Regions from separate parts of the Mus musculus genome. Here region 2 is linked to region 1. Evidence: chromatin contacts called from public HiChIP or PLAC-seq data. All regions are on one chromosome and are shown on one strand. The core of a region is the stretch at or near the end of the contact, and the rest is flanking DNA. Distances in the headings are between cores, read along the strand shown.

Evidence for each region. HiChIP or PLAC-seq counts read pairs in DNA pulled down with a chosen protein or histone mark.
Region 2: a contact with region 1 is called in a FOXA1 HiChIP or PLAC-seq map of pancreatic cancer cells. The contact joins two enhancer-like sites. A contact is called at or near these places in 1 of 115 datasets of contacts at active chromatin or transcription factors (pancreatic cancer cells) and 1 of 9 other capture datasets (adipose tissue).

The regions. Positions count from the first base shown.
Region 1 is chr4:150,580,203-150,587,456 of GRCm38.p6, forward strand. The region is part of intron 12 of Rere (arginine glutamic acid dipeptide (RE) repeats); the gene reads left to right. Among named protein-coding and RNA genes, the nearest start is that of Slc45a1, 68 kb to the right of the region's middle. Within about 2 kb of position 3,404, at least 255 of the 459 cell types and tissues checked have an H3K27ac peak or open chromatin away from gene starts, as enhancers often do. A contact at or near this core is called in pancreatic cancer cells, where this site is marked.
Region 2 is chr4:150,998,758-151,006,011 of GRCm38.p6, forward strand. It overlaps Uts2 (urotensin 2), which reads left to right. Exons shown (of 4, transcript NM_011910.2): 2 at 280-390; 3 at 1,384-1,427; 4 at 2,810-3,053. The coding sequence ends at 2,923. It overlaps Per3 (period circadian clock 3), which reads right to left. Exons shown (of 21, transcript NM_011067.3): 21 at 4,898-7,202. The coding sequence ends at 7,119. Among named protein-coding and RNA genes, the nearest start is that of Uts2, 5.3 kb to the left of the region's middle. Within about 2 kb of position 2,839, at least 14 of the 459 cell types and tissues checked have an H3K27ac peak or open chromatin away from gene starts, as enhancers often do. A contact at or near this core is called in pancreatic cancer cells, where this site is marked.

The DNA.
Region 1 (7,254 bases), core at 2,154-4,653:
CTCAGAGGTTAAGAGCACCAACTACTCTTCCAGAGGTCTTGAGTTCAATTCCCAGCAACCACATGGTGGCTCACAACCATCTGTAATGGGATCCAATGCCCTCTTCTGGTGTGTCTGGTGTTCAAACCTGACTAGTTTAGGAGATTTTTTAACTCAGCTCCTTGTACTTGCATGGCAGTTACTTTAACCACTCAGCCATCTCCCCAGCTCTTTTTAAAAAAAATTTTTTTTGTTTTTTGGTTTTTAGTTTTTGGGTTTTGTTTATGGGTGTTTTGGCAGTGCTGAAGATGGATCCCAGGCCCTCGAAATGTACTAGACATGGTCTTAACCACTGAGCAACACTCCTTCCTGGAGTGTTAACAGTTTTCAGTTAAAGTTGCACTTTTCTGGCCTTTTCTTGTTCTGTTTTGTTTGTTTTCTGTTTGGTTGTTTGGTTGGTTTTTTTCCTTTGACTTTGGAAATGTGATTGTTCTGTTTCTGTCTTGAGTCCACCTGAAGTGTGGGATTGTAATTTCTGACGATTGGCCTTTGAGATTTATACACCACAACAGCTGGCAGAGTTTGAAGTTGAAGGGAACTTGGTAAAGTTCAAACAAGGCAAGGAGCTCCCTGTCTTCAGGGAGCTCCTTGCCAAGCCATCTTGAAAAACCCACCTTGTGGACTTGCTAGGACCACAGGCTTCTGGAACCTTCCACGCTGTCTTCACAGCCAGCTTGTCTGTCTCAGCAGTATTGTATTCTTTCATTTTATTTTTATTTTAAATGAAAAATTTAGGTAAATGTCAGTCTTAAGACTTACTCCTCTTATGGATCTCCTCTGTGTATACACATAAGTATTCATGTCTGCTGCAGAGAGCCTGAGGAGCTTCTGGTCAGCAGCGCTGTGCAGTGGGTGGTCAGCAGCGCTGTGCAGTGGGTGGTCAGCAGCGCTGTGCAGTGGGTGGTCACCAGCGCCGTGCAGTGCGTGGTCAGCAGCACCGTGCAGTGCGTGGTCAGCAGCGCTGTGCCGTGCGTGGTCAGCAGCACTGTGCCGTGGGTGGTCAGCAGTGCTGTGCCGTGAGTGGTCAGCAGCGCTGTGCAGTGCGTGGTCAGCAGCGCTGTGCTGTGCGTGGTCAGCAGCGCTGTGCAGTGCGTGGTCAGCAGCGCTGTGCTGTGCGTGGTCAGCAGCGCTGTGCAGTGCGTGGTCAGCAGCGCTGTGCAGTGCGTGGTCAGCAGCGCTGTGCCGTGGGTGGTCAGCAGTGCTGTGCAGTGAGTGGTCAGCAGCGCTGTGCAGTGCGTGGTCAGCAGCGCTGTGCCGTGCGTGGTCAGCAGTGCTGTGCCGTGCGTGGTCAGCTGCTGGCTTTAAGGTTATTAAAAACAGACACTCAGCACCTTCTACATTGTAGAGTGGACAGAGAACCTATAACTTTTTTTTTTAAGACTTGTTTATTTTTTTTTTTTATATTTAAGTACACTGTAGCTGTATTCAGACACACCTGGAAAGGGCGTCAGATGTCATTAAGGATGGTTGTAAGCCATCATGTGGTTGTGGGATTTGAACTCAGGACCTTTGGAAGAGCTGTCAGTGCTCTTAACCGCTGAGCCATCTCTCCAGCCCCCAGAACCTTTAACTTATGTCCCACAGCTTATGACTAGTACCTGGGTTCACTTTATCACAGAGGGCCTTCCTACGTTAGTAGTGTTTGCACAGAGGCTCTGTGTTCTAGATTAGAGGATTGAAAACCATGATTTATTTTTCTCAGTGAGTTTATTGTGCCAATCAAGAATAAAATATTGTCTTTAGCTCTAGAATAAACCAGTAGCGTCTTTCTGCTCGCCTTTCAAATATGTGAGCAAGTGCACGCGCACACTCCTACAAGCTGTGCCCGTGGAGGTGTGTGAAGTTCTAAGCTTCCTGCTGTTGTTGGCTTTCTTCTCTTCATCTGTTAGTGAGTCACCATCACATGCTATTTTATTATCTTGCAAACAGTCTCTGGAATTTTTTATCCTTTGTTTTTGCAGTGTGAGTGGAAAACCACTGAGGTTGCTCTGAACAGCATTCACATGAAGGCTTTCCTCGGGGATACTTTAGTTCTATAGTTTTGGCTTTTGCTGTTACCTCTTTGTTCCCATGCATAAGGTTTGGATTGGGGGGAAGGGTTAAGGATGGTGACTTTTGCATGTTTGAGTATTTGAGAGGCCTAAGAAGGACATAGATCCAGTCGCCTTGGTACGTTGTTGATGGTTCCCAGCAGCAGGGCTTGGTTCTGTTTGGGAAATGTGTCAGTGAGGTGCTTTGAGCAGGTCAGTTCCTGGTCCTAAGTTAACAGGAGGAGTTAACAATCCACCAGAGAGCCGAAGACAGCCAAGCCTCAGGGAGTCCCATAGCTCCTGGCTGCCTCCAGTGCTCATCTTGGTTTTGTACTTGCTGGGACTCACCTAAGAAATGGGAGGGAGAGCCTGGTCTACAGAGTGAGTTCCAGGACAGCCAGGGCTATACAGAGAAATCCTGTCTCGAAAAACCAAAAAAAAAAAAAAAAAAAAAGAAAAGAAAAGAAATGGGAGGGAGGTCCTTGCTTCAAAATAGCAGGATTTCTTTACCCTTGTCTTCACTTGCATGTGGTTCATGAGAAACACAAGAGACTTCTTTCTGATTAGTGGGAAACTATTTTAGGGCAGGATGGCAAGGAGGAGTCCCCTTGTCCTCCCTGACAGCCTGCCCCTGATCAGCAAGGGCTTCTTAACTTGTTTGGGGGGCTCCCCAAACAATGTTCTTCTGGCTTTTTGTTCACCTGCTTTCTTCCATACTTCATTCCAGCACATGTAACCTTTAAACCAAAAATGTATTGCTCATAACAGAGCAAGCCTCTTCTGCTTTTATTTTGAAAAGTCCTCCCTGTTGTTAATGTTGAGGGTATTGGTGCTGAACGCCTGTTCCAAGTAGGCAGCATTTGTGCATCCCAGAGGGGCTTTTGATGCATTTCCTTACCTCTGCCCTCCTTTCTCTGCGGTGCAGAAACCTGTAATGATCTGTGAAGCTTGGAGACTTCAGTGCAGAACAGTAGTGGTTTTAAGGACCCCCTCCCACCTTATAAAAGGCTTGCCAGGTTCCACATGCTGGGTTCTGACTCCCTGAAAAGCTAGCCTCTCACAGGCTTTTGGTTGTATGGCAGGGCATCCTGGGTTGGGGCCTTGATATGGCTTTTTTGAAACATTTTTCCTCCTTTTCTCCCACCCTTTGAAAAATTGTAATAAAAATTCTGGGCTTGTGGCCAGCCTGTGGGATGCGATACAGTAGAAATGTCTCTGGTGCCCTTTGTTACTGCTCGGCTTTGATTAAGTTTGTTTCCAGTAAGTTTAACCCTGCTCCCCTTGCCCCGCCTGCTCCTCATGGCTGAGGAGGCTGATTGAGCCAGGGTTAAGCATGGTGTTGTGCAAGCTGCTGAGGCCTCGTGGACGCCTTGTGCCTGGCAGAGGAAGCAAGGCAAAGCATGTCTTTGCAACGTGATGTTTTCTTCCTTGGCTGCCGTGTGCTTTTGAGTGCGGGAGGCGACGAGCTGTGTGGAAGCTGTGTCGGTCTCCTTTGCTGCTTTTGCTCAGGGGTTCCAGGAGAGAGCATGTTCCATGTACAACATGCTCTCTCTGTTTCTTTTTAAAATTGTGACACACTCTGGCTGTGTGGCCTAGGCTGACCTCTAACTCCATTTTCCTGCTTCTTGAGTGCTAGGGTTATTGGTATAGGCCTCCATGTGAGGCTGTACAGCTGGTCTTGAGATTCTGTTAAGTTTAAAATCATGCTGTCCAACCTCTGCGACTCTGCCTGGTGCAGGGCGGAGGCTCCCAGAGCAGCATTGAGCAAACAGCGGTGCTCCTTTGATCTTCTGTGGCTCTCCATTTCAAAAGAAAAAAGTGGTTGAAGCTTTAGAATTTTTTTTTTAATATTGCTTTGACCTCATATTTATAGCTCTTTTCATCCTAGCAACAGAGAACCCTTCAGACAGCATTTTCCCAGTCCTCCCAACTCACTGGAGGGTGAGAGCCAAGATAGTAGATATGAACACAGGGAACATCAGGCAGGTCTTAAGGTGGCCCTTACATACACCGTGCAGCCTCAGTGCTGGGTGCTTGCTCGGTTTTTAGGCAGTGTTTACTTTTCATAGAAAGAAAGTGAGATTTTACTCCTATAATTCCTGACTTACTGTAGGATTCTTTGGCCAGCACACAGGGATGAAGTCTCATGTAAATCTGTGCAATCCCTTTGTATCCGAATGATCTGGGGACACTGGCCTGTAAGCTAGCAGAGGGCATTATGATAAAAACTTGTTTGATTCATGTTGTAGAGTCTCAGTCTCTTGGGAAAACAGTGGCCCCACTTCCTTCCAGACTAGCCTGTCAGAACTGAGTTGTTTGAAGACAAAATTCTGTAATGACCAGCACTGCTCTGTGGTCCTCAAGTCTATAGAAGATCCAAATCACCAAACAGAAATTGGCCACAGAAGGAGTCTCTGCCAAATACGGTTTCCTCAGGTTCCCCAAGGTGACTGAATCTGCACCTACACTCTGTAGTGCCAGCTGACTGCCCGTGTATGCATTAGTTTCCCGCTCCAGCCAGAGCTTCTTTGGATGGTAGAGATTTTGAGGTGAGGGTTTGGGAGGATTTTGTTGTTTTGTTTTGTTTTTTCCAAGACAGGGTTTCTCTGTACAGTCCTGACTATCCTGGAACTCACTTAGAGGTGTGCCTACCTCTGCCTCCTCCTGAGTACTAGGGTTAAAGACTGTGCATTGGACTTTTGTTTTTAAATTTGTGGTTTTGATGGAGCTTTGGAAGATAGGTGGGGCTAGTTCTTCTCACCACTTCTCCCAAAAACCTATGAATTCTGATTATTGCCTCTTAGTTTTCTAAAGACTGTTTGAATAAGTGGAGTGGAAATGTCAACTTCTCTAGCTGCAATAGTTTCTTGTTTTTCACACATGTACAAACATCTTTGTGGATGTAATAGAATGATTTAAAATGTCTGGCTAAGCCCTATGTAATTCTACTACTATTCAAATTCCTTCTGCTTGCTTGGGGTTATGGACATGTAGAGAAAGGCTTTTCACACAAACTATTCCTGAGAGTGCTTCCCTCCGTATTCATTCCTTCATTTAGTCATTGTGTATGAGCATGCACATGCATGCTCATGCCAATGTGTGCATATGGAAGTCAGAAAAGACCTTTGTATTGCTGGGGGGGCGGGGTGTTAGTTTGCACATGCATGCATGTCTGCCTGCCTGAGTCTATGCACATGGGGTACCTGGACCTGTACCAGCACCTGCACATATAGAAGCCAGCAGAGAGGGTTCAGTGTGCTCTGTCCCTCTTCTGTTCTTTTGAGGCAGGGTCTCTACCTGAATCTGGAGCTCTCATTGTCTCACGTATTCTAGAAGCCAGAAAACCACAGGTAATATTCATGTCTCCTCCACTCCCCTCAGAGTTAGGGTTACATGTGTTCATTAGGTGCCTACCTTGGTTGCTAGGATCTGAACTCCAGTCCTCTTGGCTATGTATTAAGTGCTTTAAACACTGTGGCACCTGTGAAGAAGTGTGTGTAGTGTGACACAAGGTATTTGGAAGCGTTTTATTATTGTTTATTTGTGGAATTGTTTGCTTGACAGAGGGTCTCATGTAGCCAGTTCTGGCTTCAGACTTGCTGCATGGTCAAAGCTAACCTTTTCTGTTAGCTACTTGTCTTGCTTGGACAGAATATCTGGTAAAAGCATCCCCCACCCCTGAGACAGGGCTTCTCTGTGTATCCAGCTGTCTTGGAACTAGCTCTATAGACCAGGCTGGTCTGGAACTCAGAGATAACACCTTCCTGCCTCTGCTTCCTGAGTGCTGGGATCAAAGATGTGCGCTGCCACCTCTTGGGTATAATAGAAACTTTAACAAAGGAGGGGTTTATTTTGATTCACAGCACCAAGGATACAGAATTATTTTCGTGGCAGTGAAGTTATAATGGAGGAACATGAGGCAGATACTGTCAGGAAGTAAGAGATGAATTCTGGTGACCCCAGTCCAAGGCATGGTGCACCTACAGGAAAGTGGGTCTCCCACCTTGTTTAATCTGGATAATCCCTCATAGGCAAGTCCAGAGACTTAATTCCTAGGTGATTGTTGATCTGTTAACTGACTACAAGTATAAACCACGGTCTTGACCTCCTGATCATCCTGCTGTCACTTCCCCAGTGATGGTGTCACAGACATTCGCCCTAGCCCCTAACCTCTAACCCTAAGCTCAAATGCAGTTTGCTGCATATCACACTCTACGCAGTGAGCTTACTTCTCATTCCTAGTAGTGATGACTTGTGGTGTACTAGATAATATGTAATCTGGAAACAGTGACTGCCCAAAAGTCTAACATCATAGTTATGGATAAAGCTTTTAGTTTAAGATGAGGACCAAAATAAGGACGCTCAATCTTACTGCATCCCGCATAGGTGTGGGTGTGTGTGTGTGAGAGAGAGAGGGGGGGGGGAGAACGAGAACGAGAACGCAAGGAATGGGAAGACAAACTTGAGATTTGTGATCTGTTTATATAGAAAACCCAGAGACTATAAATGGAACTATGGAGACATGGAAAAATTGCTGTGGTTGAAATAGTGAAAGTGAGTGATGTTTTGTGGACCCATGAGAGCCAAGTAAAACATAAGAGAGATTTAAATGTTGTCTAAGGTGGCAATAGGAAGTATAGGGTCCTTGCAGTGGGTATGATATTTGATCTGTGAGGCCTTCGCTTAAAAACAACAACAAAAAGCTATTAAACAAAGGCATTTCCAAGGATGAGGGAGCCAGGGAAGATACAGTCTCAGCACTCAGGAGACCTTGGCAGGGATGCAGGCAAATGTAGGCTGCATAATAGGGAGATGCTATTTAAAAACAGCTAGCCAAAGCCTGGATGAATAGGTGACAATGGTGGTTGTGGGTGCTTCTAAATAAATTCAACATGACTTCAATTTAAAAATGTTTTCATTAAACAGAATTGGCTTCACACTTATAATGCTGTTTAGACTGCCCTGTCTCCATCTCCCAAGTGCAGGGGTTATAGGCATGAACCACCACTGAACAGGCAAACATTTTCTTGTTTTGTGGGGTCAGGGAGCAAACTCAGGGCTATGTGCTACTGCCGTTCAAAGCTTTGACATTTTGAGTGTGTTGTTTCCTCTGTGATGTTGCTGAACACAATAAATGTGACCAGGAAGCTGTATTGTGATAGGGTTTTTTGCATGGTTGTTGAAA
Region 2 (7,254 bases), core at 1,589-4,088, 420 kb after region 1:
AAGAGGCAATAGGTCACAGTAGATACACAGAAATGAGGATCAGTCAGACTTCTGGCTCCTGCCCAAGGCAGGTGCTAGGGTGACCACATCGGCAGGGAGGGGTGGCCCATGGGTTCCTCCATGGACTCCTGATGACTGGCATAGCACTTTATATCTGCTAAGTGCCACCGTGGCATGTCACCAGTTCTCACCTCTCTGTCCCCGGCACTCATCGACGATGGGAAACAGAACAGCCAAGTGAAGCCCAGGTTAGGCTACTTGTCTGTCTGTACCCCACAGTGCTTGAGGAAGACGCTCTTCGGGCTCTGGAGGAGCTGGAGAGGATGGCCCTCCTGCAGACCCTGCGTCAGACCATGGGCACGGAAGCAGGGGAGAGCCCTGGAGAAGCAGGTAAAGCACTCTTGGGGTTGTGGGCGGATCCCAGAGCTACTAGAGAGAGCTCGAAAAGCTGAACTGTATAAACCTTCTTAGTCTATGCTTTTACCAAACTCTGTGTACCCTTCTGAGACCTGAGGCTAGCCTGGGCTACATAACGAGACTATATTAAAAACAACAACAGCAGCAATGAGGAAACGTCCTTTTTGGGTTGACTTTCAAGTAAAATGTAAACAGGGTAAAATGACGAATGACAGACATGGGGACTCACACCTGTGAACTGGGAGTCTGAGGCTAGCCCGAGGTCCTACTGCAACACAAACAACTGATAGGAAAGACCACAGCTTTGACTATTTTCTTCTGTTGCTCAGAACACGTGGGTAGAGGACGAAGAGTCTTTCAGTAGACATTGCTTACTGACAGTACTGTCAGTCCAGCTATAGTTTAGAATCCTTGACTGCTCTCAAGTACACACTGCCTCAGTCTGGAAAGGACTGGAAATGAGACACGATTTAGGGGTGTTCCACTTGTCTTTTCTTCTTCGCACATGCAGTGTGCCTGCATGAGGTGGGCTCATGTGGGGGTGTGGGAGGCCCAAAAGTGACACTGGCTATTTTTCTCCAGCTCTCTCCAACTTATTTATGGAGGCTGGGTCTCTGGGCCTGGAGCGCCTTAATCCAGCTGTTTACCTAGCCCAGGGATCCTGTCTCTATGATCTGAGTGCTTAAGGGGCCAAGGTGGCCTCTATGCCCCCCCAGCTTTTACCTGGGTTCTGGGGATCTCAACTTTGGTCCTTCAGCCTGTGCACCACGAGTCATCTCCCAGCCTTGGGATCCCAGATTCTGTATGTTTTGCAATAAGCATAACTGGCGGGTGTGGTGGCAAATGGCACAGGTGGTTTTCTGGGAGGCCAGCCTGGTCTATATAGTGAGTCCCTGCTTAAACAAGGAAAAAGGAAGAGAAAACACAGCGGCAGATCTAATGAGAAGGTGTCAAACTGTTTTCCAGGTCCCAGCACTGAGACTCCCACTCCACGGGGAAGCATGAGGAAGGTAAGACGCTCTGGCCTTTGAGAGAGAGAAACGGAACTTCTCATAATTCACGACCCAAGAGTGTTCTAAGGAATCACACCGTAAAATAATTGGCCAGTGTTCTTATGAGGCAGAATTTTTCTAAAATTCACAGAATTTGTAACTGTAACAAGAATGTAACAGATGCCTACTCTGGGTAAATTGTAACAAGAATGTAACAAGCGCCTGTTCTGGGTATACTGCAGTAGGATGCAAGAGAAAGGAGCAGCAGGTCAGGCTGCTGCCAGGCTTGCCATCCACTGTCTTGCCACATGGCCCCATTGGCAGTGCCATCCCTAGGAAGCTGGTAAGAAATGCTCAGACTCCACCCCTCCCTGCTAGTCACACCTGCAATTCAACAGCTCTGCAGGGGACCAGTGATAGATTAGTCAGCTTGGGGCACCCACCAGGCAGCGTGGGAAGGGTCGAAGGATGCTGTGCTCGCCTCCCCAGGATGAAAAGGGTTGCAAAGGCTGGACCAGAGACACCTCTGTGGCTGGAATCGCCACTGGCATCCTGGTAGCCATCACTGTGACAGGGGATCCTAGAGACAGGGAGCACTACCTGAAGCCCTGAGGGGACTAAGTGTGGCTTCCGTGTGCAGCTGGGGGAAAGTCATCACTCAGAGGTTTACATCCTTCTGAACAGTAGGACAGTCTCAGGCGGGGTTACTACTGCTGTGACGAAACACCAGGACCAAAGCAACCGGGCAGGAAAGGATTTATTTGGCTTACACTTCCACATCACTGCTCATCAATGAAGGAAGTCAGAGCAGGACTCACACAGGGCAAGGACCCGGAGGCAGGAGCTGATACAGAGACCATGGAGGGGTCTGCTTACTGGCTTGCTTCCCATGGTTTGCTCACCCTGTTTTCTTATACAACCCAGGACCACCATCCCAGGGACAGTACCATCCACAATGGGCTGCGCCCTCCCCATCAATTGCTAAGAAAATGCCCTAGAGGCTTGCCTGCAGACAGATCTTATGGGAGCATTTTCTCAGTTGAGGCTCCTTCCTGACTGGTGACTCTAGTTTGTGTCATTGACAGAAAACTATCCAGTACAAGGATTATCCCTAGGGTCTCAAACTGTAAATGGAGGATGTGCCTACTGTATTCTAGAATCACAAGAAAACATGGATCAACCTTTAAAACAAGCCAATTTTGACAGCTAGGATCTATGTTACACAGAAGGCAAGTGTCTAGAACCCCAACAGAAGCCTGGCACAGAGAGGTTAGGGGAGCTCAAGGCAACCGCAGAGTTAAGCTGACTGGACGAGAGCTCCAGAGACCCAGCCCGAGGAGTCCCCAGAAAGGACTCTGACTCGGGGCTGTTTATCTATTGTTCTGGTCTTGTGGTTTCAGGCTTTCGCTGGGCAAAATTCTAACACTGTACTGAGTCGTCTCTTGGCAAGAACCAGGAAACAACATAAGCAACACGGGGCTGCCCCAGAGTGCTTCTGGAAATACTGCATTTGAGGAGACACAAGCGCCCGTTGGTCTCTCAGAACCATTGCTTCAGGAAACGGGCAGAGCAGATGCTTGAAGCAAAATCACGCTAACGACGCCTTGTTCTTCATTATGAGAAATAAATCCTCTATGTTTCTCAAGTTATCGCACACAGTTTAGTTTACTTTGCGTATACACCCTGAAAAATCGACAGCCCACCTTTGCCCCCATTTATCTTGGAAATGTACGAGTTGGGCTGGAGGTAGCTCGGCGGCAGAGAGCCTGCCTAGCTATATGAACTCTGAACTCTGCTCCATCCTGGGCTTTGCAAAAAGGGGGAGAAAACCACTTAAGTAAAGAGCACACAGCTCAGAGGAGGAAGAAAAGGCATAAAGTCAGAAATTATTTAAAAATAAATTACTTTCTTGACATTTTCTCAAGCCCTAAAAGGTGAATATGTACATTGCTTTGGGGTGTGATTGGAGAGATAGGACCTCATGTATCCAGCACCAGCCCTGAACTCCTGATTCTCCTGCCCCACTACTTCCTGAGTGCTGGGTGTGCAAGTGGATGTCACCGTATCCAGTGCCGGTTGGTGGTGCAGAGGCTGGAACGCAGAGCTTCGCTCGCTCCTGAGGCAAGCATTCGCTAGTTTGAAAAGCTCTAATGTAAAGGCAGTGGCGGGCGGGGCCTGGGGATGCTCTGAACTGTTTCTTGGGGGCAAGCTTGTGTGTTCACACCCTTGCTCTCAGCAGGCTCAAGCACTTGAAAACTTCCCTGCTCTCAACCTCTGTGAGCGAGCTTCAGTGTCCAGATGACTCGCTTTGAGTGCTGGAAACTCACTTCCCTTCAGCTAACAAAAGCAAAATACTTAGTGTTCTTAGAGCTGACACCAGGATTCAGGCTGTGGAATGGGATCGGCGGGTTATTCATCTTTAAGGCCCACAAATACCCAAGTAGACCAGCATTTCATGCACAACTGTGGCAGTCTGTAGATGACCAGACACTTTGTCTGGGTGCCACAGGCCGTGACTGACCACAGAGCCACAGGCTGGAAGCACTAAGTCTCTCACAGAAGCAACGTTCCTGTATGAGAAAGTTTGCAGGTGAGCATCAGGTCTGTGCCAACCATGAGGCACTGTGTAAACCTCACTCTCCCTTGTCCCCAAACATCACCAGTGCCTTCAAGTAACTGTGACAAAGATGTTCTAATTTAGACACGACAGCAACAGCTCAGTAGGGAAAGCAGGTGTGCAGATTCAAGCATTCAGCTGTCAGATCTGCCTATGAGGCTCGTGGCTCCTTAGTGTCAGAATCAAACTAGCTCTCTCTCCCTTTTGGCAATCCCAAGAAGCCTAAATGGGTTTCTAGTGTACTAGCATAATCTACAAAACCGTCACTAGGCGTAATGATTTGGGGCGATTATCTTAGGACAGACTGCTAAGCCCAGTCACTGGAGCTGAGTCCTCTGTCGACTCTGCAGCCTCCACGGGCTCTTGTGAGGCTGGGACGAGAGACTTTCTATAGAGTACTTACACTGGAGGCAGAAACTGTAAATCCTGGGCTCTGTGGCCCTAGGTGCTGGCATGAGAGGAAGGCACCACTGGGCAGGCCTGAGACTTGCTGGCTGGGATCAGGCTCCAGATTCTGATGTCTGACTTTGCTCCAAGTCACTCAGAGTTTGTGAAACACAAGGCCGGCCGTCCTACAGAAGCTTCAGGGTAATTTTGATAATTCCGCTTCACTGGCATAAATGATAGCATTATCCATATGCTTACAGGTATAGACATCCAGGGCTCAGTAAACTCTCAGGGCTAGAATGGAGACTGAACACAGTGGCAGATGCCTGTCCTCCAGAGTGGGAACAGAGACGAGCTTACACGGCAAACAGTTGTGAGTGTGGTGATGTGGACCCAGCACGGGGCCTTCAGGGACCGCAGCAAGCAAGTGTCTCTGGCTGACACCAAGTGTGCTCAAGGCTCGATTACACAATGAAGAGCATTCTCCACTTGAACACATATACTGTTTATTGTTTTTACTCAAAAAGATACCCAATGAAAAGATAAATGTCCACTAAGTACAAGCAAATTCACAGTTAATTATGAACAAATTGCCAATTTGGTTAAAGTTTGCCACCTTGTGAATTATAATATTTTATTTAATCCATTTATTTACACATCCTATTTTCATAAATTTTGACCTCTGACCCAAGAAAATAAAGCTTTGGGGGGAATATTTATGTAGACATTCAAGTCTACAACACACACTTTTCTTACCAATTCTCTAGTTATTAATACACAAGTCAGTGAGCTTGAGTTTCCACTGGGTATGACCCCCATGGGGGGCAGCAGGCTCTGCTGGACCAGCCCACAGCAGCAGAGATTGCCGGTGTACTGATGGCATCCTAGCAGAGGTGAGACGTGGTAAAGGACTTTACAGACCTGACTACAGCACCATTTTCAAATCAAGCCTGGCATAATACAGACTCCATAAGGTGTGGACAAAGGCAAGGAAATAAGGAACTGCAGAGAAAACGGGGATCCAGAACCAGCAGGAACCAGAGACCATCAGGTCTGCTGTATGTACAGAAACGCAGAAGGATCCTGGTAGCTTCGCTAGAGAAGGCCAACCTGACAAACGCAGGCCTCCCAAATCACTTCACTACCAGGATGGACTAGGTTCTGAGAAGTCTCTCTGTTCACACAGCAGGAACACGTGTCAGGAACTGCTCAATACCAGAAAGCTCCAAGAAATGTCACAGGCAGCATCTTAAAATGTTTCTGACACCTTCCAATAGAACTGCGGTCCAGAAAAAGCACTATTTTAGAAAAGAAGTCTGAGCCACAGAGTTGGGAGCACTGGGTACAGCGGCCTCTATGACAGTCTCCTGACCACAATGACAATACAGTTATCAATAGCTATAAACTGTCAGAGGAGAACAAAGTGTTCCTAAAACAAAGCAAAAACAACAGCCAAAAAAAAAAAAAAAAAAAAAAAAGAAGAAAGAAAAAGAAAAAGAAAAGAAAGAGAAGTAAGTTGGACTGCAGGAAGTGAAGCAGGAAAAGGCCACTGTAAACCTCCTCCCCGTCAGTTCCTTCCTGACCTGCACGGGTGGCTCCACTGCCATCTCGAGTTCAAGAAGGAACTTTGGGCTTCTTTAAACCAGAGCACCAGACAGTGAGAGGACAGACGCGTGAACAATCACACTCACTTCTGAGGCAGAAACTGCCTGGAGAGCGTGGACTCATGGGACTCTGCTGTCACCGAGCTGGGGTCCCCGAGCTCCCTTAAGTGTAGTCTCCCAAACTCTTACCCCTCTTCAAGGGCAAACAAAAGGCAGACCGCTGGTCGTCATCGTGTCGTTTGGTGAAAAGGAAAGGTTAACTGTTTGTTTTGGTGAGCCGGGGCACACACATCTCCATGATAACATTAACGTAATATTTAAAACTGTTGAAAACACTATTGTTTGGGTAAGAAGCTTTTTGCCATGCAAGGCTTAACTTCAGTCATCCAAGGAGTAAGTCCTGGCTAGCTGACAGATCTTAAGGAAAGAGCCCCTGTGAAAGGCAGCTGCCACAGGAACTTCATGGACGAGAATGGGGTCAAACAACCAAAGCCACGAGTCCCACAGTTCCTGGGGAATGATGCGCTCTGACGCTCTGAGAGAAAGCTGGAATGTCTTACCATCAGGAAGAGAAGCACCATGCTGTACAAAACCTAGATCAATGTGGTAAGTTCACGGACACCCCGTGAGAAACACACAACCTACAGACAGAAGTTCTTCAAGTATTCTAGTGGGAAAGTGATCTTGTAACAACATAAAAAAGCAAACGAGACGAAGGCCTGCGACTCGTTCCAACTGTAACTTACTCAGGGTGACCTCTGAAATCTGCTGTCAGACACAGCCCAATGTCTTCAGGTGACAGATGAGTTAGAGAAGACGTCTTGTTGACTGTTTTACTATCATGAACAAGAGCCAACGTCTGCTCATGTTTTGGGAAAACCAAGAAGGGAGACCTGGGGAGACAGGTCAGCAGTGGAGAGTGCCAGCCTAGTGGATGTGAGGCCCTGGGTTTGATCCCCAGCGCCACCAAAACCAAACCAGAACAAAGCCAGGGAAGACCTTAATGTCAATGACTGGCGTTTCAGAGTTAGACTGTGGTGAGGTAACGCACGGCTCTGTGTCCCACGTGACCTGGAGGGGGTGTGACATCTTTACAGCTGCTCAACTGGTGTCTTCTGCTGGGTGCTGTTCCAGGACCTCTGCAGTGTCACCCACTGAACCTCTGTCTTCACAGGCGACACAGCTCTCCAAAAGAGACCAAAGGCAAGCGTGTTATTTGACGTTAATGCCAATCGAA